Regions from separate parts of the Mus musculus genome. Here region 2 is linked to region 1. Evidence: chromatin contacts called from public promoter capture Hi-C data. All regions are on one chromosome and are shown on one strand. The core of a region is the stretch at or near the end of the contact, and the rest is flanking DNA. Distances in the headings are between cores, read along the strand shown. Region 1 holds the start of Padi6 (peptidyl arginine deiminase, type VI). Region 2 holds the start of Padi3 (peptidyl arginine deiminase, type III).

Evidence for each region. Capture Hi-C pulls out chosen DNA fragments and counts their contacts.
Region 2: a contact with region 1 is called in a promoter capture Hi-C map of adipose tissue. The contact joins the promoter of Padi3 here to the promoter of Padi6 in region 1. A contact is called at or near these places in 6 of 39 promoter capture datasets (the 3T3-L1 cell line, cranial neural crest, embryonic stem cells and 2 more), 11 of 484 Hi-C or Micro-C datasets (ECoMG myeloid progenitors, bone marrow-derived macrophages, embryonic stem cells and 6 more), 3 of 115 datasets of contacts at active chromatin or transcription factors (embryonic stem cells, memory CD8 T cells and pancreatic cancer cells) and 4 of 9 other capture datasets (adipose tissue, liver, macrophages and 1 more).

The regions. Positions count from the first base shown.
Region 1 is chr4:140,738,245-140,744,963 of GRCm38.p6, forward strand. Padi6 (peptidyl arginine deiminase, type VI) reads right to left here and starts at 4,399. Exons shown (of 16, transcript NM_153106.2): 1 at 4,245-4,399; 2 at 3,514-3,691; 3 at 2,758-2,830; 4 at 1,823-1,890; 5 at 833-941. The coding sequence starts at 4,336.
Region 2 is chr4:140,806,890-140,812,976 of GRCm38.p6, forward strand. It overlaps Padi3 (peptidyl arginine deiminase, type III), which reads right to left and starts at 3,759. Exons shown (of 16, transcript NM_011060.4): 1 at 3,627-3,759. The coding sequence starts at 3,718. It overlaps Gm13032 (predicted gene 13032), which reads left to right and starts at 4,104. Exons shown (of 3, transcript NR_045944.1): 1 at 4,104-4,214.

The sequences.
Region 1 (6,719 bases), core at 3,149-5,648:
CTTAAAAAAAAAGATTATATATATATACACACACATATATATGTGGGCACTGTAGATGTTTACAGACACACAAGAGGGCATCGGATCCCTTTACAGATGGTTGTGAGCCACCATGTGGTTGCTGGGAATTGAACTCAGGACCTCTGGAAGAGTAGTCAGTACTCTTAACCACTGAGCCACCTCTCCAGGCCCCATATAAACAGCACTTTTTTTTTTTGGTTTTTGAGACAGGGTTTCTCTGTGTAGCTCTGGCTGTCCTGGAACTCACTCTGTAGACCAGGCTGGCCTCGAACTCAGAAATCCACCTGCCTCTGCCTCCCGAGTGCTGGGATTAAAGGCATGCGCCACCATGCCCAGCTATGAACAGCACTCTTAAAAGCTACACACAGGGGCCTGGAGAGATGGCTCAGCGGTTAAGATCACTGACTGCTCTTCCAAAGGTCCATAGTTCAAATACCAGCAACCACATGGTGGCTCACAACCATCCGTAAGGAGATCTGACACCCTTTTCTGGTGTGTCTGAAGACAGCTACAGTGTACTTAGGTGTAACAAATAAATCTTTTTTAAAAAAAAGCTACATACACATCTCTGTATGAAGCTGTATGGACTCTCATCACACAGCTTCAAGGCATAAAATCCTTAGATATGCCAGCAATGCCAGCCAGGGCCTTTGTACATTGTAAGCAAATGCTTTTCTAGGGAGCAACCCCACCCCCTCAAAATCTAAAATAAAAAGACTCGGTCATCCACAAGGAAATCAGCCATGATCTGCGTGTGTGCCAAGGGGTGGCCAGAGTTTGAGAGAAGTGGGAACACATCAAGGGCACATACCTCTGGGGCCCTCCTGAAAGGACTGTTCATCAGGCTGGCCCACAGCATTAGGGCTACAATTCACAAGCAGGATGGCTCCCCAGCCGTTCATACCCCACATCCATTTTTTCTGCAAGTGACAAGGACATTGAGGTAGGAAAGTCAAGCCAACCCTCTGCCTCTCATATTCAGCTTTGTCATCACAGGCCCTGGGGACTCTGGGGAGCCAGGGGACACAGATTGAGAAAGATGACCTGTGGGAACAGAAGGCTATCGGATGGATGAAAAGCCAAATAAAGGTAGCAGGTTGCTTTTGTTTCTCGAATGCAGGGACAGAGGCACGCTGCAAGGGTCATGTCCCACCAGAGGTCCAGAGATGGCAGCTGGCAGCTATAACTGGCTACTAACCAAGCCCATGCCTCTGGACACCTGGCTAGTTTTGGTTGGTTTTGAGACAGTCTGGCTATGTAAAAGCCAGGGATGGCACTAAACTCTCCATCCTGCATCAGACATCCAGGAACAGGGAGGAATGACAGGCAGCTGCCACCACATCTGACTCCATTTTGTTTTGAGACCATATCGTATCTACTATATAGCCAAGGGGGCTTGGAATTCCCTATGTACATCTGAGAATGGTCTTCAAACCCCAGTCTTCCAGCTTTTATTTCTGGGACGCTGGGATTAAAAGAACACATACATACCATACACACTAGGCTAAGTACACATGCATGCACACACTATAGTACACCTTGCTAGCATGCAGGCAGATCTATACACCATGCCTTGCTAGGCTCATACCCACACCTTGCTAGGCACCCACACATACACACACCCCTTGCTAGGTGCACACAACCTAGCTGTTTTTCAGTAGATCACAAGTTTACTTCATCGACCCCGATTTGTGGTATATAGTGGAGAGACTTGGATATCCCAACAGTCAGATAAACACAGGCTGAGGCCTAGGGATGGCTCCCCTAGGTCCTGCACCCTCCCTTGACCAGGCAGCCTCACCTTAGCTTGCTTATCACTTGGCATGTCCAGTTGTCCATCTCGATAGATGTCTGCCTCCAGGGAGATCTCTGAAAGGGAAGGAAGGGTCTCAGAACCTGGCCTGCTAACGGCGCCCTCAAAGCTCTGGCGACCCTTGCCTGACCTGGTTGGTAAAAAGCCTAACTGAGGTATCTTACTGTCAAGCATTGGACTGAAGAGATGGACTGGAGACACACAGGAAGAAGGCATCAGATCTCATTACAGATGGTTGTGAGCCCCACCATGTGGGTGCTGGGAACTGAATCAGGACCTCAGAAAGCATCCAGTGCTCTTACCCACTGAGCCATCTCTCCAGCCCCGCCAAGATAAATGTTTTAAGTGTACAATTTTATATTGGGCTGTAGCCATAGCTGTGCTGGGCCACAGGTTGGACACGCTGGTTAGAGGCAGTGTCGTCAGAGGCAGGTGGATTCTCATGAGTAAGTCAGGGAGGGAGCCATCCACAGTGGCCACCTGATTCTTACAAAGCAGCTTCAAGATGGGGCTGGAGAGAGAGAGAGCTCAGCTGTTGGCCCTTACTGCTCTCTCCCAGAGGATTGGAGTTTCCTTCCTGGCATGCCGTGGCTTGTGTCTCATAACTACCTGTACCTCTAAGTCCCAGCGCATCTGATGTCTTTCCCCTGGCTACACACACACACACACACACACACACATTTACGAGATGACATAGCAGTGGACCAGACCCAGCAGCAATGAGAATGAGGAAGTGGGGGCAGGTGACTCAAGTTCTGGTTGTTTCTAAGTGAGTGAACGTCAAGGGAACAGGCGCGTGGATATCATCTCAGGGCCAATAGAAAGCATCTTCTACACAAGGAGCCTCTTCCTTGCTTCACAAGACCTGCCCTGCTCTCCAGAGGAACGCCGGGTGGGTCTCAGCTCCTAGAGGGAAGACTCACCGATGCCGGTGAGAAACAGCACAGCTGTGGCCGTGGGGACTTCTTGGTCAGGACAGAAGTAGGAGACCAGCACCTGTGGAGACAGCCCAGAGCCATAGACTGGGTGTAAGCATGTGACCCTGCTTTGTGTTTCAGCATCTAATCTTCCAGTGACCCACTATGAGCTGACCCAGGGGCCATAGCCACTTAGGACGTCTAGGAGGGTGTCTTGCCAGGTGGTGCACACTTTTAATCCCAGTCATTAGGAGGCAGGGGTAGGAGGATCGTGGGAGTTCGAGGCCAGCCTGGTTTACAAAGGGAGTTCTAGGATGGCCAGGGCTACACAGAGAAACCCCGTCTCAAAACCCAACAAAAGCAGTTGTCGCTCACTAAAGTCGTTTGCCCTGGCTTGGAGCTGGCTCTGTAGCTCAGGTTAGGACCTCCAACTGCTGACCCTCCTCCTGGTTAATTGGGCTTAATAGGTATGCACTGCTCAGCTCAGGGTACAACACTGGTTCTGGCCCGACTCAAGGTACAGTGCTTACCCAAGTGAGCCACTCGCTGAAGGAAACTGCCTTCCGCCGACACATAGATGGGCAGGTTCCGCCCACTCACCATCCCTTAACTGCCTCTCTCTCCCTGCCCACAGACAGCTGCAGCTGGGTCTGCCTTGGGTAGGCAGGCCTGTTGCCAATGGCCTTCAGCTAGGCTTGCCAGCTTCCACATTGAGATCACCTGGGTAGGTTAAAGGTTACCCCTCTCCCCTCCATGGCTCACCTTGTCTTCATCCACAGTGGGGCTGGGCGCCACCATCCTCACCAATGCCACTGTGGGATGGTTCATTGACCTCCAGACCACAGTGTCCTCTTTGCCAGCGATGACGGAGCTAGAGATGTGGATCAAGATCCTGGGGGAACCACGGATGGTGAAAGACTTGCACTTGTCTGGTGCACACCTGGTTTGAAGGAGACAATACAGGTTAGAAGACTCACCAACCGATGAGGCGACAGGGTTCCAGGACAGCCCCCGATCTGGAGTCTGCATCCATCTTACGGAATTGAGGAGAGTTGTCAGTGAAGCTTGTGGGGGGGGGGGCGGGCGCTAACGTCTTCAGCCTCTCTTACCATCTCGACCCCCAGGACCTCCACGCCTTTGATGGATGTCCCACCCCAACCTCCCGCTCCCCCAAAGCCTCCTTGTGAGGATCACATCTTCATTTTACATACAAGCCTCAGCTTCACAGTCATGGAGTGAGCAGATGCCAGAACCGTAAGACACAACCCCCGCCTACTCAAGGACACCTTCGAAGCTAACAGGGATCTTGCAAGAGGCAGAGAAAGCTGTAAGTCAGTATCCCGAGCTGGGATGGGAGGGCTCTCAGAGACCAAGCCAGATTTCCTTGGGGTCGGTCAGTTCAGCTGAGAGCGCTAACCTCGGACTTCTGGGCACAGGGACTCTGCCCAGACCCTCCCTTCTCATTACCCCTACAGACACCCGCTAAGCCTTACTTGCTGATGTCCAAGGTGATTTCCATGCCTACCATGCAGAGGGCATGGGTGGGATTGACCAGAGACAGGCTGAGTGAGTTCTGAAAAGACATGGCTGGGCTTACCAAGCTAGCCACTGTCAGCAGTCCTTACCCACCAGAGTAATTGCCTAGGACGGTGGGGCTTCCTGGCCTTCCTCTTTAGTAGAGGTAAGGACCACCCCAGCCCGCCCCCTTGTTAAGGGTTCACAGGTGAGCCTGGAGGAGGAGGAAGAGGAGAAGGAGGTAGGGGGAAGGGTGAAGGGAGAGATCCTTCTACTCAGCATCAAAGTTTTAGCAGCTGCTGCCTGTAGACCCTGCAGCCCTAGGAAATTGGAGTCTAACAGCTTGGGGCTCTGCCCTTCCCACTGGTCTGGGTGCTACATCTCAAGATTATGGGGGAGTCTTGGTTCTAGGACAGTAGCTCTCAACCTGTTTTGGCCTCAAGGCTGGGATGGTGGTGGTGTCACACATCAGATATCCTGCATATTATGATTCATAACAGTAGCAAAATCACAGTTATGAGGTAGCAACGAAATAAGCTTATGGTTGGGGGTCACCACCTGTATTAAAGGGTTGCAGCACTAAGAAGGTTGAGGACCACTGTTCTAGGATGTGTGCTTCTTGGCAGCTAGTGGGGGTACTTGGTAAAGTGCTATGCTCACAGAAGTGTCAGGAAGCTATAGCTAGCTCTGCAAATCCCTGATCCTGGCAGGCAATCTGCATCCTTTTCCCGGGTGATAACGATGATAAGCCAGTCAGTCACAGCTGTGTCTCTTGTTAGCATCAGGGCGGGTAGGGTGGGGGATGGGCAGCAGGAGCTGGTGCATGGGCTAGACCTGTGCAGCCTGGCTTACAGCTGTTATCCCTTTAGGCTGACCTCTGACCTTCACATGTGCACTGTGGTGTGAGAACACACACACACACACACACGAAGCAGAAAGGAAATTGTATATCTACTGTGCAGTTCAAAACTGCTAAAATGGGGGGGGTCAGCATTCTCGTGCCCTGTGGAGTCGCTGAGATGACACATACATCTTTGAGGTTCATGGTCTCTTCAGTATTGGCATTCCTAGATCAGACTACAAAGCCACACATGGTAGTCCCTGCCTGTCACCTGTTCAGCACCCACACTGAGGCAGGAGGATTTCTGTGAGTTTGAGACCAGCCTGGGTTTCAGAATGATGCTCTGTTTCAAAAAGCCGCCAAATTCTGTATTGCATTCCATAGTATATGTATGTGTTGTCAGGGGGGAAAAAAAGATCCAGCTGAGGTAGGCTAGCCTGTGATTACCGAGTGACTTCAAGTCTAGATTGGTCAATTTAACAAGACTGTGCCAATGTTCTGAAAAGGGGATAGGTGGGAGCATAGCTCCTTGGTAGAGAACTATCTGCCTCCACGTCCCTGTTATTTGCTCATTAAGAGCCGAGCATGGTGGCTCACGTCTGCAATCCCAGAACTGGGTAGATGGAGGCAGGAGGAACAAGAATAGGGAGCCAGCCTAGGTTAATTAAGGAGATTCTGTATGGAAACTTCATATTTCCCAGAAGACCTTGGTGCAGGGCACAGCCTAGAGAGAGCAGCCTCCATTACTCTCTTTCTCCATTCTACTGGCCTCTCAGAGAAGGAGCTAGCTCCCAGCCGCCTCAGAGGTGCATACCTGCATCCACGCACCCAGGAGGCTCAAGCGGGAAGATGGTTACAAGTCTGAGGGCAGCCTTGGCTAAAAAAGGAGTTTCAGACAGACTAGGGCTTCTAGGAAGACCCTGTCTCAATCAATCAATCAATCAATCAATCAATCAATCAATCAATCAATCCGAAGCTGGAAGAGGCAGAGAGGAGCTCTCTTGGGGGACCTGGAGAGGGAAGGGAACAGCCACCCAGCTACTCAGCTTCCCGCCAAGTAAAATTGCTTTGGTCCCAGTATGAGAAACTGGGTCCCTTCCTGGGGTTTAGGAACACCTGGTCTGTGGAACACCTGGTCTGTGGCATTTACCACGTCTGTCTCAGAGCACTCTTAGGCAGTCTCTGAGGGAGGGGGATGAAGGGAATTTTTGGCTTGATGAGGTTAAAGAAAAGTCAGGACTGGCCAGGTAGCTCAGTGGGTTAAAGACGTTCACCACTGAGCCCGATGTGCAGAGCACGCATGGTGGAAGGAGGAAAGTGAGTCTCACAAGCTGTCCTCTGATCTCCACATGTGCACTGTGGTCTCTCTCTCTCTCTCTCTCTCTCTCTCTCTCTCTCTCTCTCTCTCTCTCTCTCTCTCTCTCTCACAGTAGGGCATGGTGGCCACACTTCTAGTCCCAGTACTTGGGAGGCAAAGGCAAGTAGCATGTGTGACACACCAGCGCCACCCAGTGCATGCCTGTGGCAGTCAAAGGACAGCTTTGTAGAGGCAGGTCTCTCTCCCCACCTTTACTCAGGTCCTGGGGACCAGCCTTGGCTCACCATTGGTTTC
Region 2 (6,087 bases), core at 2,509-5,008, 68 kb after region 1:
GTGGTTATGACACACAGAATTTCAAATGTACTAATCAAGTGCTTTATCACTGCAAGAAACCCCCAGCCATGCCCCACCTGAGATTTGGAGGTGAGATAGCTTGATCCACACTTTATTCTGACAGGGTCTTATGTAGCCCAGGCTAGCCTTGAATTTTTTTATGTAGCCAAGGATGACCTTGAACTTCTAATTCTCTTGCTTCTATCTCTTACATTCTGGAATACAGCCTTAAGTCAGCATATGTGGTCTTTACAGTACAGGAATCAGAACACCCACCCGCAGCCTTGTACATGCTAAGGGAGGGAGTCTTCTAGCAATGGAGTCCCAGACCCAGAGATCCTTCTACATGACACAAGGTGCAGCTGGGGTGGAGACACTGCAGAAAGGAGGGTGCCACCTCATGGCTAGGTGTGGTTGTAAGAGACACCTGCCCAGAGAAAAGCTTCCCTGGGGAAGTCTACACAACTTCCTGTTGGTGAAGACCTCCCTGGTGGGACAGGGGTCTCCGTCATGGCCGCCCACCTTCTGGATTTTCCGCAGCTTCTGGGGCTCGCTCCAAGGGGACTGGGCTGGTTTAAGAGAGCTAAGAAGCACGTGGCCACTCTGAGACTACTGCAGCCATGCAGACAGACCACACCTGACTCTTCCCAGGTCTCCCAGATGTCGACCTGAACACGCAAGGGGCCCTGAGCTTCCCCCAGCCTCACGGGACCTTGGGAACTGGGTTCCCACTACAATATGTCATGGGCTTTTTGGGTCTCAAGGCCTGGTTTCTATCTTAACTTGCTTCCTTAAGCTGGTTAGATCCTTTCACCCACCGGACCTCAGTTTCCCTATTCAGAAGAAGGGATGGGTGAGCTCCAGCAGCCACCACCGGGCCAGCCTGGGGACTGCTTTCCACTCTCATATATGACACATTATAAAGATGACAGCTGGGCCAAGCAGCCCTAGGGAACAGACACCTAGATGTGAGTCACATGTTAGGAGAATGTCTGAAGGTTGCTTTCAGCCAGCCTTCTTGTCTCATTTCAGCCTGCAACTGTGGCTCTTCCAGAACTTTCCTTCTTCCCAGTATGAACCAAACTTTCTTTCTCTGCCCCCAGGGCTGAATTCTCAGCCCTGAGAATGGTCCTGGGGTGGATCTTTGGATCTTTCTTTCTTTCTTTCTTTCTTTCTTTCTTTCTTTCTTTCTTTCTTTCTTTCTTTCTTTCTTTCTTTCTTTCTTTCTTTCTTTCTCTCTCTCTCTCTCTCTCTCTCTCTCTCTCTCTCTCTCTCTCTCTCTCTCTCCTCTCTCTCTCTTTCTTTCTTTTTCCCCATTTCTCCATCTCCTGGTCCTACCCAGCTGATAAACGGCAGGTTTGGGAACACTTGAGACTTTCCCCAGACTCAGGGCAGAGCCATAAAATAATGGAAATGATTTCTGTGCATGTTAGCATTGGCTCTGCGCTCTGTAGTCTACATGCCATCTCTGCCCTCCTCCCAGGTCTCTCTGAAGAAAGAACCAAACAGTTCAGACGGCCTCATGCCTCTCTACCAACTGGCTACGCCACCTCTGACAGGTTAGTTAACCTCTCTGGGTTAACCTCTGAGATGGCGAGGCCGCTGTGGTAAGCTGGGGCATCTGGGTAAAATACTCAAGACGACGCAAGCCACCAAGAGCCCACTGCCCAGTCACATCACTGGTTCATCACATTACAGAGCCAGAGGCAGAGTCCCCGGGGAAAGAGCGTCCCAAGATGAGGCAGCTGGGAAGTACCAGAGCCAGCGCTGAGCCACCATCCTGCTGCTCCTGGTTTGTAGGCTAGGGCTAGGATCCGGGAAGAATACCCTAAGATGTCCAGTCTTGCTATCCCCTTCCAAGACACAAGTCGCGGGCTGTAGAGATGGCTCAGCCATTCGAGGCAAGGCTCACAACCAAGACACAGGTCATCTCTGCAACCCTCACTGGACAGCGCCTGGCCGACACTAGAACAACCCTTCACTTCTGAGCATCCCCAGGACGGCTGTACACCAACGCTCAAAGAAGCCCATGCCCCGTGAGTGTGATACTCTATTTCCCAGGGGGATTGGCCATCACTATGTGCAGAAATCCTAGAAAACACCAAAGCCCTGCCACCACCCATGACTGCCCCATCCCCAGTCTTCTTGGTGAATCCCCATCATGGCCCTAGTCACTCAAGTTACCCCCAGCCCAGCGGCTTGCCTCCCACCCAGCCCATCCTCCACCCTCGAAGGCACCTCTGAGAGGAGCAGGAGAGGGAGGGGGAGGAGAAGCTATCCCCAGCTCCCTGGACAAGTCAAACCGGAGATATATCTACCCAATGGGCACAAGGCAGCTGGGCAGTGAGTCACCCCTATGGGCACGCAGCCCTGGAGCAGGCTGTGGCGCCAGGCAGCATCCATCCCACTTCCTGTCCTGCCCGAATCTTTGGAAGCTAAAGCTACAGAGACTCCCCTCTGCATATCTCACAGTCCACCTACCCGCAGCCAGGAGCTAGCTCCTGGCATGCAGCTTATCTCGGACTTGGTTATCTCCTGTGACTGGCAGCTCACTCCTTCCCTCCCTACCTCAGACCCCAACCGATTTCACTCCACACTTGAAACTCTTACTTCTGGATGTTTGTTCTCAAAGGGTGTGAAACTTTGGCCCCTGGGGCATACCTGACAACGTCTGAGTTTTGGCTGGCCCAGCAGGGTTGGGAGCACTGTCGGCCCCTGGCAAATGAAGACCAAAGATGATTCTCACAGTGTTACAGTGAGTGGCACAGTCCCGCAGGGACTTCTGGTGGCCCAGTGCTGAAGCCACATCCAAGATGGGGGCAGGAAGGTCTGAGAGGTGACACCCTGATCCCTGCATCCTTGGAATCTCCTCAGCTCAGTCTCAGAGCTGGGACTCAAAAGCCTAAGAAACCAGCCCCGGTCCTACAAAACCCCTAGCCAAGCCACCCTGGCCCACAGCAGCCACAGCGCATAGGTGATGAGTGACCGTGGATCTGAAGCCCTGGGGCTCCAGGGGCTGGGCAGCTAGACACGAAGTCCTTAGTAAGTCTACAGTGGGCTCAAAGCTCAGCTTTGCCTCCAGGTGACATGGGCTAATGGCTCAACCTCTCTGTGCCACCACTGGTACTTTGTGAACATCACCTGAGATAGTGTTAACGTCAGGGCTCTTGTCAGGGTGGAGTCTGAGAAACTGTGACCAGCTCTGGGGACAGAGCTTGGCACCTTAAGTGCTAGGTCCGTGAGTAGATGTGGCCTTTTAAGAAATGACTTGATTCTCCCTGTGCTCATAAGGGGTTGGAGGATGAGAGTTCAGGTCCCTTCCCTTTCTTGTGACCAGTCTCTTCTAAGGACCCTTAAACCGAGAAATGAGCCCATGGCCCCAGAACTGTCTAAGTCCAATGTACGGAGCTCAGCTCTGCCTGGATCCTCAGGTTCAAAAACCCTGCTGGGAACGGGGCTGACTGCAGGAAGGACCCACGCTTCCCACAGTGGGCAGAGGTTCCCAGGTTAAGACTACAGATGAGGCACCGTAGGCCCAGCCTGTGCCCTGAGGAACACAGCTCCTAGCCGTGAAGGCCCACGGACTCCACACGACGAACCCCAGACCCTCCAGAACCAACTCTTACCCATAAATGTCCACGATGGTCTCAACCCCTGCCACACACACAGCGCTGGTGGGGTGCTCCAGAGACACACGCACAATCCTCTGTAGAGACATGCCGGCCTAGGATGGGGGCTTTGGCCACCAAACCCAGCACTAGCCAGAGGTCCCCCAGGATGTGCCTTTAAAGTACCCAGCTCCGCCCCTCCAGCTCAGGGCGCAAGCTTATTGGCTCTAGCTCTAGAAGCCCAGCCTCTTCTCAGAGGCCAAAGAGCCAATCCTCTCTTCAGGACTGGCCGGAAGGGTTCTGATATTTGCATATGAACCTGGGGCTCCCACCCCAGGGCACCCAAGGAGTTAATTTCTACCTAGAGAGAAAACAAGTCCCCACAGGTGCTTGGCCAGCACATCTGGGGTGGTTAGGGGGAGGGGGAGGGGGAGGACACGCAGGGGAACCCAGGGCTTTGTCCTGGCCTGTCTCTGTCCTCTTGCCTCTGTTTACACTGCTGGAAGGGCCGCTGAGGATGCAGGATGCAAGGCCCCACTTCACCCTGGTGCAGGCAACCGGAAGTGCAGGTGGCCCCTGGATGCTTCATGCAAACCTATGAGAAATGTTGGTCTTGCCTCGCTCCTCCCCCTCTCCCTCCCCCTTTCCCTCTTCCTCCCCTCCCCCCTCCCCCCCGTTCTTCCCCTTCCCCCTGCCTCTTCCCCTCCCCCTTCTCTCCACCCATCTTCCTCTCTTTTTATTCTCTCTCTCTCTCTCTCTCTCTCTCTCTCTGAGTCTCAAATACTCCAAACTCACTATGAGGTTAACAACAGTCTTAAACCTCAGATCCTTCTGCCTCCCAAGCGCTGGGATTACAGATCTGCACCACTCTACTCCATTTTATCTGGTGTTGGAAATCACACCTAGAGCATTGTGTGTGCTAGGCTCTACCAACCGAGCCACATCCCCAGCTTCGCCCCCCTCCCCATCTATATGTATTTCTAGATCGGTCTGATTTTTACATTTCTGGGAGAGGTGGTGCCCACCTGTGCCGTGGCACCTGTGCAGAGGCTGGAGGACTTGTTTCCTCCTACCAGGTCCATTCCAAGTCGTCAGGCTTGGTGGCTAGCACCTTTACCCACTGGGCCACCTTCTTGGACCTCTGCCCGCCTTTCTTAATTAAAAGCTTGGGTTGTAAGACTAGAGAGAGAGTGAGCTTCCTCCTACCTCAGGGTCTTCCTGGTGGCACTTCACACACACACACACACACACACACACACCTTACTTCAGCCCACCACCACCACCAATTGAGCCCTGGCTGAGGGGATCACAGCTGGGCAGTTGTAACGTGGATATGGGCTCACTTTCCTAAGGCTGATGTTGGAGGTCAAACCCTCCCAAGGGGGTAAATGATACAACAGTGACCAATGTCATCAGGACCAAGAATATCAGCGTAGGTTGCCCTCTTGTAGATGGGGAAACTGAGGCAAGAGGTATCTGCAAGAACAAGGACTCTGGGCAGGGGAGTCGGGTTTGATCGGCTGCACCACGTACTGACGGGATTCCATCTCTTCTCCTGGGGCTTGTTTCCTCAGGTCTAGAAAATGTGGCCAGTCACCCGCTCGGGCAGAGATAATGGCTGTGGAGGCTCAGAAGTGCTGAGTAGAGTCCCTCCTCCCAGCTGCTGCCCCCCCAGGGCAGGGCAGGGACCAGAACCCACTCACTTCCTAGGGTCCTCCATTTGCACCAGTCGGAGGCTGACATTTGGAGCCTATGACTGTCCCCTCTGCGGTGGCCCAGGGTATGGAAAGGGCATTCTCCAAAGCAACCCGAACCCAGGGCATCTGGTTTCCAGCAAATGGCGTCAGTGTTAGATAAGAACCAGCACGCTTGATAAAGTTCCAGACATCCTCCCTGACTGTGGGGGATGGGTGGAAAGAGTGGGTAAGCATCCTCCAAGGGTGCTGGCACATTGTGCTGGGGACCTGATGAGCCTTGTGCTAAAATGTCTGTCAAAGGGAATAGTCTGAGATCACAGCAAGTGTGTAAGATGAAAAGAAGCGATGTTTCCGAAGATCAGACCACCAGGCCTAGGGAACTCAGCACCGGAGTCAGGGCTACGGAATTGCGTTGACCTGTCCTGGATCCCGGTGCCTTGGAGCATCGCCCCCTTCTGCCAGCCTCCCCACCTCTTTCCATAAAACCAAGGGAAGAGGAGAGGAAGAGGAAGAGGAAGAGGCAGGTCCCTCCTCGATAGTATCTCAGGCAGGCGGGGGGGGGGGGGGCGGCGCGGGGGAGTGGCCATGGATCAAGGATTCTGTCGAATCAGCGGCTGTCTGGCATTCACCTGCCTCAGCCCAGGAAGCTGCTCAGCTGACAAGGGCCGCCTGAGGCCCTGCTGGCACCGAGCCTAGGGATCTGTGCTAGGGTGTGGAGATCAGGGAAGCTGGCCCCTCATTTTCTTATCCCTCTGTCGGCCCAGGCGCAAATGAGGCAGCCA